Regions from separate parts of the Sus scrofa genome. Here regions 1 and 2 are each linked to region 3. The links are chromatin contacts, called in public Hi-C and HiChIP or PLAC-seq maps. All regions are on one chromosome and are shown on one strand. The core of a region is the stretch at or near the end of the contact, and the rest is flanking DNA. Distances in the headings are between cores, read along the strand shown.

The links. Hi-C and Micro-C count contacts between places; a contact is called where the count stands out from the background. HiChIP or PLAC-seq counts read pairs in DNA pulled down with a chosen protein or histone mark.
Region 1: a contact with region 3 is called in an H3K27ac HiChIP or PLAC-seq map of alveolar macrophages. The contact joins the promoter of RPS26 here to the promoter of PA2G4 in region 3. A contact is called at or near these places in 1 of 5 promoter capture datasets (fetal skeletal muscle), 10 of 47 Hi-C or Micro-C datasets (adipose tissue, blood, embryonic fibroblasts and 5 more) and 1 of 2 datasets of contacts at active chromatin or transcription factors (alveolar macrophages).
Region 2: a Hi-C map of embryonic fibroblasts shows a contact between it and region 3, with 1.8 times the contacts expected there. The contact joins the promoter of RAB5B here to the promoter of PA2G4 in region 3. A contact is called at or near these places in 3 of 47 Hi-C or Micro-C datasets (embryonic fibroblasts, heart right ventricle and skeletal muscle) and 1 of 2 datasets of contacts at active chromatin or transcription factors (alveolar macrophages).

The regions. Positions count from the first base shown.
Region 1 is chr5:21,430,299-21,432,998 of Sscrofa11.1, reverse strand. RPS26 (ribosomal protein S26) reads right to left here and starts at 1,343. Exons shown (of 4, transcript NM_001097481.2): 1 at 1,317-1,343; 2 at 879-1,056. The coding sequence starts at 1,319.
Region 2 is chr5:21,372,000-21,374,699 of Sscrofa11.1, reverse strand. It overlaps RAB5B (ras-related protein Rab-5B), which reads right to left and starts at 1,367. Exons shown (of 6, transcript XM_021091797.1): 1 at 1,244-1,367. CDK2 (cyclin dependent kinase 2) reads right to left here. Exons shown (of 7, transcript NM_001285465.1): 7 at 2,697-2,700.
Region 3 is chr5:21,494,571-21,497,270 of Sscrofa11.1, reverse strand. PA2G4 (proliferation-associated protein 2G4) reads right to left here and starts at 1,274. Exons shown (of 14, transcript XM_013988304.2): 1 at 992-1,274. The coding sequence starts at 1,079. ERBB3 (receptor tyrosine-protein kinase erbB-3) reads right to left here. Exons shown (of 28, transcript XM_021091799.1): 28 at 2,231-2,700.

The DNA.
Region 1 (2,700 bases), core at 94-2,593, 64 kb after region 3:
AGGAGTTCCCGTCGTGGCTCAGTGATTAACGAATCCGACTAGGAACCATAAGGTTGAAGGTTCGATCCCTGCCCCCTCTCAGCGGGTTAACGATCCGGTGTTGCCGTGAGCTGTGGTGTAGGTTGCAGAAGCGGCTTGCATCCCGTGTTGCTGTGGCTCTGGCGAAGGCTGGCAGCTACAGCTCTGATTCGACCCCTAGCCTCCATACACCGCAGGAGCAGCCCAAGAAATGGCAAAGAAACAAAAACAAAAAAGTAAACAAACTCATTTAGGCATATCTACAAGATTTCACTCCAAAGAGCTACTATTCACTTTCTGACACCTAAAAACATAGTTTCACGAATAAACACCCCCTTACTAACCCATCCTGTCATCATGGGAATCAAATTCACACCACAGATGTTATACCACCAAGAATCTAGTTTCTTCAACAATCACATCAGCCCTAACACCGTCCAGGGCCCCCGCCTAAAAAAGCTCACTGTCTCTAAAAAGAAAAACGATTAAAACAACATCATATTGCTCCAAAGATCACCCTCGTGAACCTAAGTAGACATGCTTCCTTTCTTAAATGACTCAGTGAGCACTACCACAAAAAGGCTCCCTCCCCAGACACAGCTCAAAGTGGCAAACGCAGCAAAGATTCAATTCTCTTCTACCGACAACCTTAAAAACACAAGGAGATTGCTCGGACACTACTACGACAAAGCCTGTGCACCGCACGGGTTGGCGGGGAGAGGTGGTTTTAGGTCTTAAAGTATGTATGTACAGCTTTCGGCCTCATGTGGAAGTTCCTCGGCCAGGGATCGAATACGCGCCACAAAAAAATTACACTTCTTAAATATTAAGATACCGATTCGCCCCGGGAGCTCACTCACCATCGAAAACGCTCGCTTCGGAAATGTCCCTGACCGCCGCGGCCTCTACAATGTTCCGAATAACGAACTTCTTAATGGCCTTATCCTTGGGCACGCATCGGGCACAGTTGGTGCAGCGAATAGGCTGCACGTGGCCGCGGCCCTTTTTGGCACGGCCATTATTCCTTCTTTTCTTGGTCTGCATCAGGATGAAAACACCATTAAGAAGGGCTCGCAACTTACCCAGCCTTAGACCCCTTCCGGCCACATTTCCCGCCGGCAACCACCAGAAGAGCCACTCAGATCTCCAGTCCCTCCGCAAACCCCCCCAAGCCTGGAACAAACATATGCTCTTTCCATTCCTTCACCGTAGTCCAGGTTTTAAAACCCCCACAATCTCATCTGGCTCACACTCAGCCTTCACCCGGCCCCAATCGTTCACCACGCGCCATAACTCACCATCTTGGAAGCGAAGACGCGAGAGAGGAAGTGGCCAACGGCTCGGCTCTCTTATATAGTGCGAGATCCCTCCGCTCACGCCGAGGGATTCCTCCTAGACGGCTCCTGGACGCACGCCAAGGACGGCAATCACCTTTATTCAAATGTTATTTATTATTCAGCGTTTCTGCTGAAATCTATGGTAGAAAGGTGTTTCTCGAGTTTATTTTTCCGTGGCACAAAGTGACCAAGGGACTATTTAACCTGCTGGCGGAAGAAAATTACGGTTATGTGTTTCCCAGCAACCTTTGCAACACCTTACCCCGGACGTAATTCTGGGCATTTATCTGTATTTTGCGACGCAAGGCGGGGAAGTTGCCCGGCGCAAGACCGCTTGTCACACTGCCTATTAGAGGTCGGAGGGGAAGAGATGCATGGTGGGAGTTGTAGTGCGGAGTTGGCAGTCCCCAGGCCCCAAGCCCTTAAACGGAAGGCGACATCACTCCACCGGCCACTGGGGGACGCTCTCTGCTCGTTTCTTTGGTGCATGACAGAAAAGGAAGATGTTGGGGGCGGGAGGCTGGGGGAAGAATAAAACATGTTATTAGTTCCTCCTTCTAATACTGAGAAAACCCAGCAGGGAGGAGTCATGGACAAGTGCATCGGTGCTAGGGCTATTTCTCATTCACCTTTTTGTTCCTGGATCTTGCAAACATAGTGCCAGGCACTGTAGTAAGCACTGTATAAATATTAACTCAGTTAACCCTCAACAAGTCTACAAGGAAGCTTCTAATATTATCCTTACATTACATGGGAATTCCCTAGAGGTTCAGGGATCCCACGACAGATTGAAAAACTGAGGAGTAGAGAGGTTAAAACTGAGGTTGCCCAAAGTTACAGGGAGCTAGTAAGAGGTTTCTTGGCTCCACTGTACTATGCTTTCTCTTACCTAAGAAACAAATAAGTGGATGGAGGTATAAGTTGGACTGGTGACCTAAATGATTTGACTTACACTCCTAGTAAAAATATATTTTACTTTGGTACTCAATACATATACAAATACAAATACACACACACACACACAAAACTGAAACAAAAATTTCATGAAACAAAGCCCTTATGACATAAGGTGCGCTGGTATTTTCTATTTTATTTTAATAAGTGTTCATCAATTCCCATTAAGGTGATTTCACCACTCATTGATGACTCTGGCCTCCTATTGAAATGTACCTTGTTATTTATGTTTAAGTTCCATTTACCTCTTTTTTTTTTTTCTTTCTTTCTTTTTTTTTTTCTTTTTAGGGCTGCACCCAAGGCATATGGAAGTTCCCAGGATGGGGTTGAATCAGAGCTGCAGCTACTGGTCTACACCACAGCCACAGCAACACGAGATCCAAGACTCCTC
Region 2 (2,700 bases), core at 118-2,617, 120 kb after region 3:
CAACTTTCTAATAGCTCAGAGACCGGGGCTCCTGAAGAAGGAGACAAAGAACAGGGGTGATGCCAACCTTCTGGAATGGAATTTCTCACTCTTCCCCAAATCCCTTCCTCAGTGATATCACCTCATATTTCCAGGCTTGGTTCCACCTAACCATTACCTGCCTGGGAAATACCCAAGTCCAAGTGCCACGAAAGTTTCCCCAACTATGGTCAGAAGGTCTCTGGATGGCTGCGGGATCCCTAAGTCCATTTCCAGTGCAGAAAATAAATCACTGATTCTCCATTGCTGGGTCAGAGACAAGGTATCCAATAAAGACCACATTATTAAGTAGGAAAGAAAGAATGAACACCCCCAAAGCCGACTTCTTAGCTTTTTCACAGGACATGAAACAGGAGGTAAGAAGAAACAGAGACTGCAGTCTAAAGTGTGTGAACGGCCAACAGTTAGAGAAAAAAAAAATTACTTTTGTCTTCATTGGCTACCCCAGGAGTACCAAAAAACTTCAAGTTACCACATCTCCACACGTAATGGGAACAAAAGCATGAGTTCTCGCAAGACCCTGAGCCTCTAGCTCACCCTTTAGCATTCCCAGCAGCTCCCATAACTGATGCGAGACCCTGCTTCCCTTGCTCCAGTTCCGAGTCTTCTAGATTAAGAAAGCTCTCTTGGCTTGTCTCGGTTCTCCCTCACTGAACCCAAATCCCTGTCGGCTCAACTCTGGAGCACCCTAGTTATTTTTATAATAGTCACTTTGCCCGAAAAGAATGCCTCTTACACAGCTAAGAACCTTTCTCTGGCCCTTCCACTGAGACCTCTCGAGAGAGCCTCAGCCCCGGTTCCCCTCGGGGCCCGGGCGTCGGGCTTGACCCCTCCTCACCTCCCGGCATGGGCTTACCTCACCCGCCGCCCCATCCCATCTCCCCAGCTCCTCCCTCTTCGGCGAGGCTCAAAGAGGCCTGCCCCTGCCCGCACGCGAGCCACGGGCCTCCCGCGCCGGCGCCCAGCCCGGCAGCCAACACCACCCAGCCGCCTTCCCGACTCACCAACTTCGGGCTCCCAGCCCGCCCGGCCCCCTCCTCAGCGCCCCCATTAGGCCTGCTGGGGCCCGGCCCCCTTCTCCCCTCTCCAGTGGGCCACTCCAACCCCTCGCGGAGGCCTAGACCCGCCTCTGCCCTCAGGCCAGGCCGCTCTCCTCTCCGGGGCGCCTCCGCCCCTGCCCTTGCGGGCTCCATCAGCCAGGTACCTGGGGCTCCGTCTCCCCCGTCGGGCCCAAGCCTGTGTCGAACAGACAAACAGCTGCAGCTCAACCAAACCCTCCTGCCCCTCCTCCTCCTCCTCGCCCTGGGGCGGGGGCCCCAGCCAATTGCACGACTACCCGCCTACCACAGAGGGTGGGCTCTGTGCGCCCTAATCCGCCAATCCTCTGGAGAAAGGCGGATCTCTTTCGGCGCTATCACCAATGAGTACGAGAAAAGGACTGGACAGACGGGTCTCTGCACCAATACAGAGAGGGAAACCTTGGAGATGGACGAGGTGAGGAGCCACTAAAGAGTGAGCTCCCCGAGATAGGGGGCGGTACACCACTAACAGGCGTGTACCTCAACCAATAAACTCTCGACATCCTCATGACCCCGCCTTTTGACTCATAAACATCTAATCAGGTGAGCGACGGAGGCGGGTCAAAGTGAAATTTTAACCAGTACTTCGAAAATTCGAGACTTGAATGGCAGGCAAGGCGGGGTCGAAAGGCTTTGGAAGGCCGCTACTGACCTCCGCCCCTCCCCCGTATTCGGCAGGCCTGCCTTCAGCGCCCCGCCCTCTATGACAAATTCGCGGGCGTAAGGGAAATACTTCTCTCCGGGACCTGGAGCCTGGGAATTTAAGTACCCTTCACATCGGTGCTTCCTCCTTTCAGTGGGGCTCCGAAGGGTGGCCCACGGGCAGTCTGAGATTTTTTTTGGTGAGATGAAACAATGGCAACTCCTAGAAGTGGTAACTTGAGGAGGCTTTAGCCCTGTTATAGTAATTTTTCATAAGACGATTGATATATTCTCAATTGTACGTAAATATGAATAAACTACTTTGGAAAACTTTACCGTTTGTGATATGAAACAAAAAGGAAAAAAAGGGGAGCTTCCTGGGAAATGCAATGTCAATGCAAATTCCCATGGAGCCCAGTTCCAAACATACTGCTGCTCCTAAACCCTAACCTTGAAATTCTGGAACTGGCACCTCGTACGTATGTGTATGGGATATATGTCTATGTGTAGGTGTTGTGGGGGCAAGGAGAGATGTAAGTTTGTGGGGAAAGAGAAGTAGGAAATACATAAGCTTCGGTTTCCCTAGCTGTAAAATCAGGGCAATAATTCCCACCTTGCCCACCCTCGGCACTATCCCAGTTGCATCACAGAGATCAAAATGGGGATGGGGTGGGTAGCCCTGCACAGAGATTAGGAAAAGGAGTCTGAAACCAATTATCGCATACATTCATATTCTCTCACACACCATTCTTTCAGTAAAACACAGAGATGAGCTATAAAACTAAGAACTTTTTTTTAATGAATTATAAACTAAATTACAAATAATGTTAACAGCAAGAACACTCAAGGACAAAAGGTTGGAGGAAAGAGACAAAATCATAAAAAGAAAAAAAAATTTTTTAAAAACATTTGCATTATAAACCCCAAGGTGCACAGGGCA
Region 3 (2,700 bases), core at 25-2,524:
AGCCATAGGATCAAAGGCATCCTAAATACCTATCTTTACTGTCAAAACCATTTAAAAGCCCAAAGACAAGCATCTTCTGTCCCCTAACTGGGTTTTAAATCGCAAAGAGAGAAAAGAGAAAGTGAGACATCTGCCTAGAGTGGCAGGCAGCTGCTGAGAAGTCTGAGCGAGCCCCCATAAGGATAACTTCCGAGATCCTATAAAGTCAGTCTCCCCTTTACCAGTGCTCTACACAGGTTTGCCTGGTTGGGGTGAAAAGAACCTCAAAACACTCCTAGAGCTGTCAAACCCCTGAGAGCAATCAAATTTGACAACTAACTAAAGCTATCTGCGCAGATTGGAGATGATAACTTCAAGAACAACCAGATACGTCTCCAAGAGTTATGTTAGGGGTTCTCCAGGGGTACCCTCCAACGGTCCCTGAGCTGGCCCAAGAGTAGAAGGCGGCCCCCTCCAGGGAGGGAGCTGAAGTAAAGAACGAAAGACTACAGCAAAGCACGTGGTAGGGAAGCTAGTGTCAGGGACTGTAGCGGAGGAAGGGAGCCGGCGATCCGCTGGGGACCCGGCAACACGTGCCGGCTAGGCTCCTGACGGCGGGGAGCAGCGACAAAATAGAGGAGCGTTTCGTTTCCGAGGTGGCCTCCCTGCTGCCAAAATCAGAGGCAGAGATCCAGACAGAAGGATGAAGAGCAGGACATACGCCCTGCCTCCTTACCAAGGGCCTAGGGTCGGAGCCAGCCGGGGCCCCGCTCTGCGCTCTTCCCTGCCACCCGCCTGCATCTTCACAGACTCCAGCCCAGGCCTAGCCGCTCAGGTCCCAAACGCGATAACGAGCCTTCCCACCACGCCAAACCCAGCAGACCCGCGGGGGGCCCTCACTAGCCCACTCTGCATGACCCCACCGCTCCAGCCCCTCACCGGCTCGTCAAGCACCGTCCCCCTTGCCTCTCCCTCCCAGCCTCGATCTCCGGACCCCCGAGGCCGCACTCACGGTTGGCGATGTCGCCCCCCATCTTATACTTGGTCACGACCAGGTCCTCGGCGATAGTCTGCTCCTGTTGCTCGTCCTCGCCCGACATCTTCCCACCACCACCACCGCAGCCTCGTTTCTCCTGAGCCGCTGCCTCTGTCGCCCTTCCCAACCACAGGCTGTGGCCAGAGCCCCTTCGATCCGCGAGGAGAGCGCGAGCAAAAGCGCGAGCAAGCTAGGGAGCGGGCGGGCGAGAGCGAGAAACTGCGAGCGCGCGGGCTGATGCGCAGGGCATGCTGGGACAACGAGTCCCTCCCGCCGCCAGCCTCTAGCTGCCCTCGCGGACTCGCGAACTACAATTCCCAGCCTGCCTTTCGCGCCCCTAAGCCAGGCCCTGGGGCCTTGCCCTCCGAGGGCCTCGCACGCCGGAATCGCCAAGCACGCTGGGAAGGGTCAGGCTCCGGCGGGAAGGCGGAGCCGTTGGAGAGCATGAGGGGAAGCGTGGTCTCTCCCGGAAAAACCATATCCACCAGGAGCGCTGAGCGAGAACCCGTAATAGAGGGAGGCGGGCTAAGGGAGAAGGGGGCGGAGCTACGGCGGGGACGTGGGTTTGGAGGCTGCGGGGCAGGGTGGAGCAGAGACGAGTGGGGGTGATTGTATCAAGGGCGGGGAGGCTGGGTACGCCCTTCCTCGGATCCCTGGAGCGGCAGGCGGACCGGCCTGGCCAGTCCGATCGTCCTCAGGTGCTGGGAGGGGCAGAGCGAGTGTGGAAGGAGACCCGGAGTGCGTGGAGCAGGGACTAACTGGGCACCAGATTTCTGTGGGATTATCCATGTACAGCCTTCCAAGTCTAGAGGCCGGCTCCCTCTGAAGATGGCACTATTGTTCCAACAACAGGCTTTGATGGCACCTAAGACGGACACTTTTTTTTAAAGTTGTGAAACGTTTGAGAGTTTCAGTATTCTACCTCTTGGGGCCTTTTCTAACTGCCCCAAACGTGTTTTGTTTGGTTGTTTTGTTACTCCCAGTTAGTCGGTTGCCCTATACAGATTCCTAGTAAAACGCTTAAATGAAAAGGACTGTACCCTTTGCTTGTCTAAAGAGACTATAAGGAAAGTGGGGCTGGAGAAAGCTACAGGGGGCCAAGTAGGACTGTGGGGAGACAGAGAAGGAAGCATGCCATGGTAGCCATTCTCTGCTGTGGAACGGAGAAAAGGGCTGATCTGTCCACTCACTAAAGTTTGTCGTTAGACAAGAAGCTGCAAAACCTTGGCATCTTTATTCAGACATGTATAAAAACAAAACAAAAACTTGAGGGATAAAAACAGATACTCCCAGTTTCCCATTCAAAGGAACTGAGGTCTGAAGCCGGGTCCTCTTTTTCATCTCCACTGGAAGCTTCCCACTACTGAATGAGAACTGCTCCTAAAAAATGGCTCTGGGGACCGTCTGAGTCTGTCCCTTAGGCAGATATCATATGTAGCACACGAAGATTACGGTTTACACAGAGATGTCCAGTTATTTTTCCTTCTGTCCACCCCCTTACTCCCACTTGCTGAGATGAGCAGTCCAGGTGTAGGAGGAGGCTGTGGATATTGGGGTTAGACTTGATTCAGTGCAAACACAAGAAGACAATACCTCTTACTAGTGCTCTGACTTTCATCAGTTTTCTTTGACACCTTACACTAAGAGCATGGTGCATTGGAAAATTTTGAATCCTGGACCTGCTA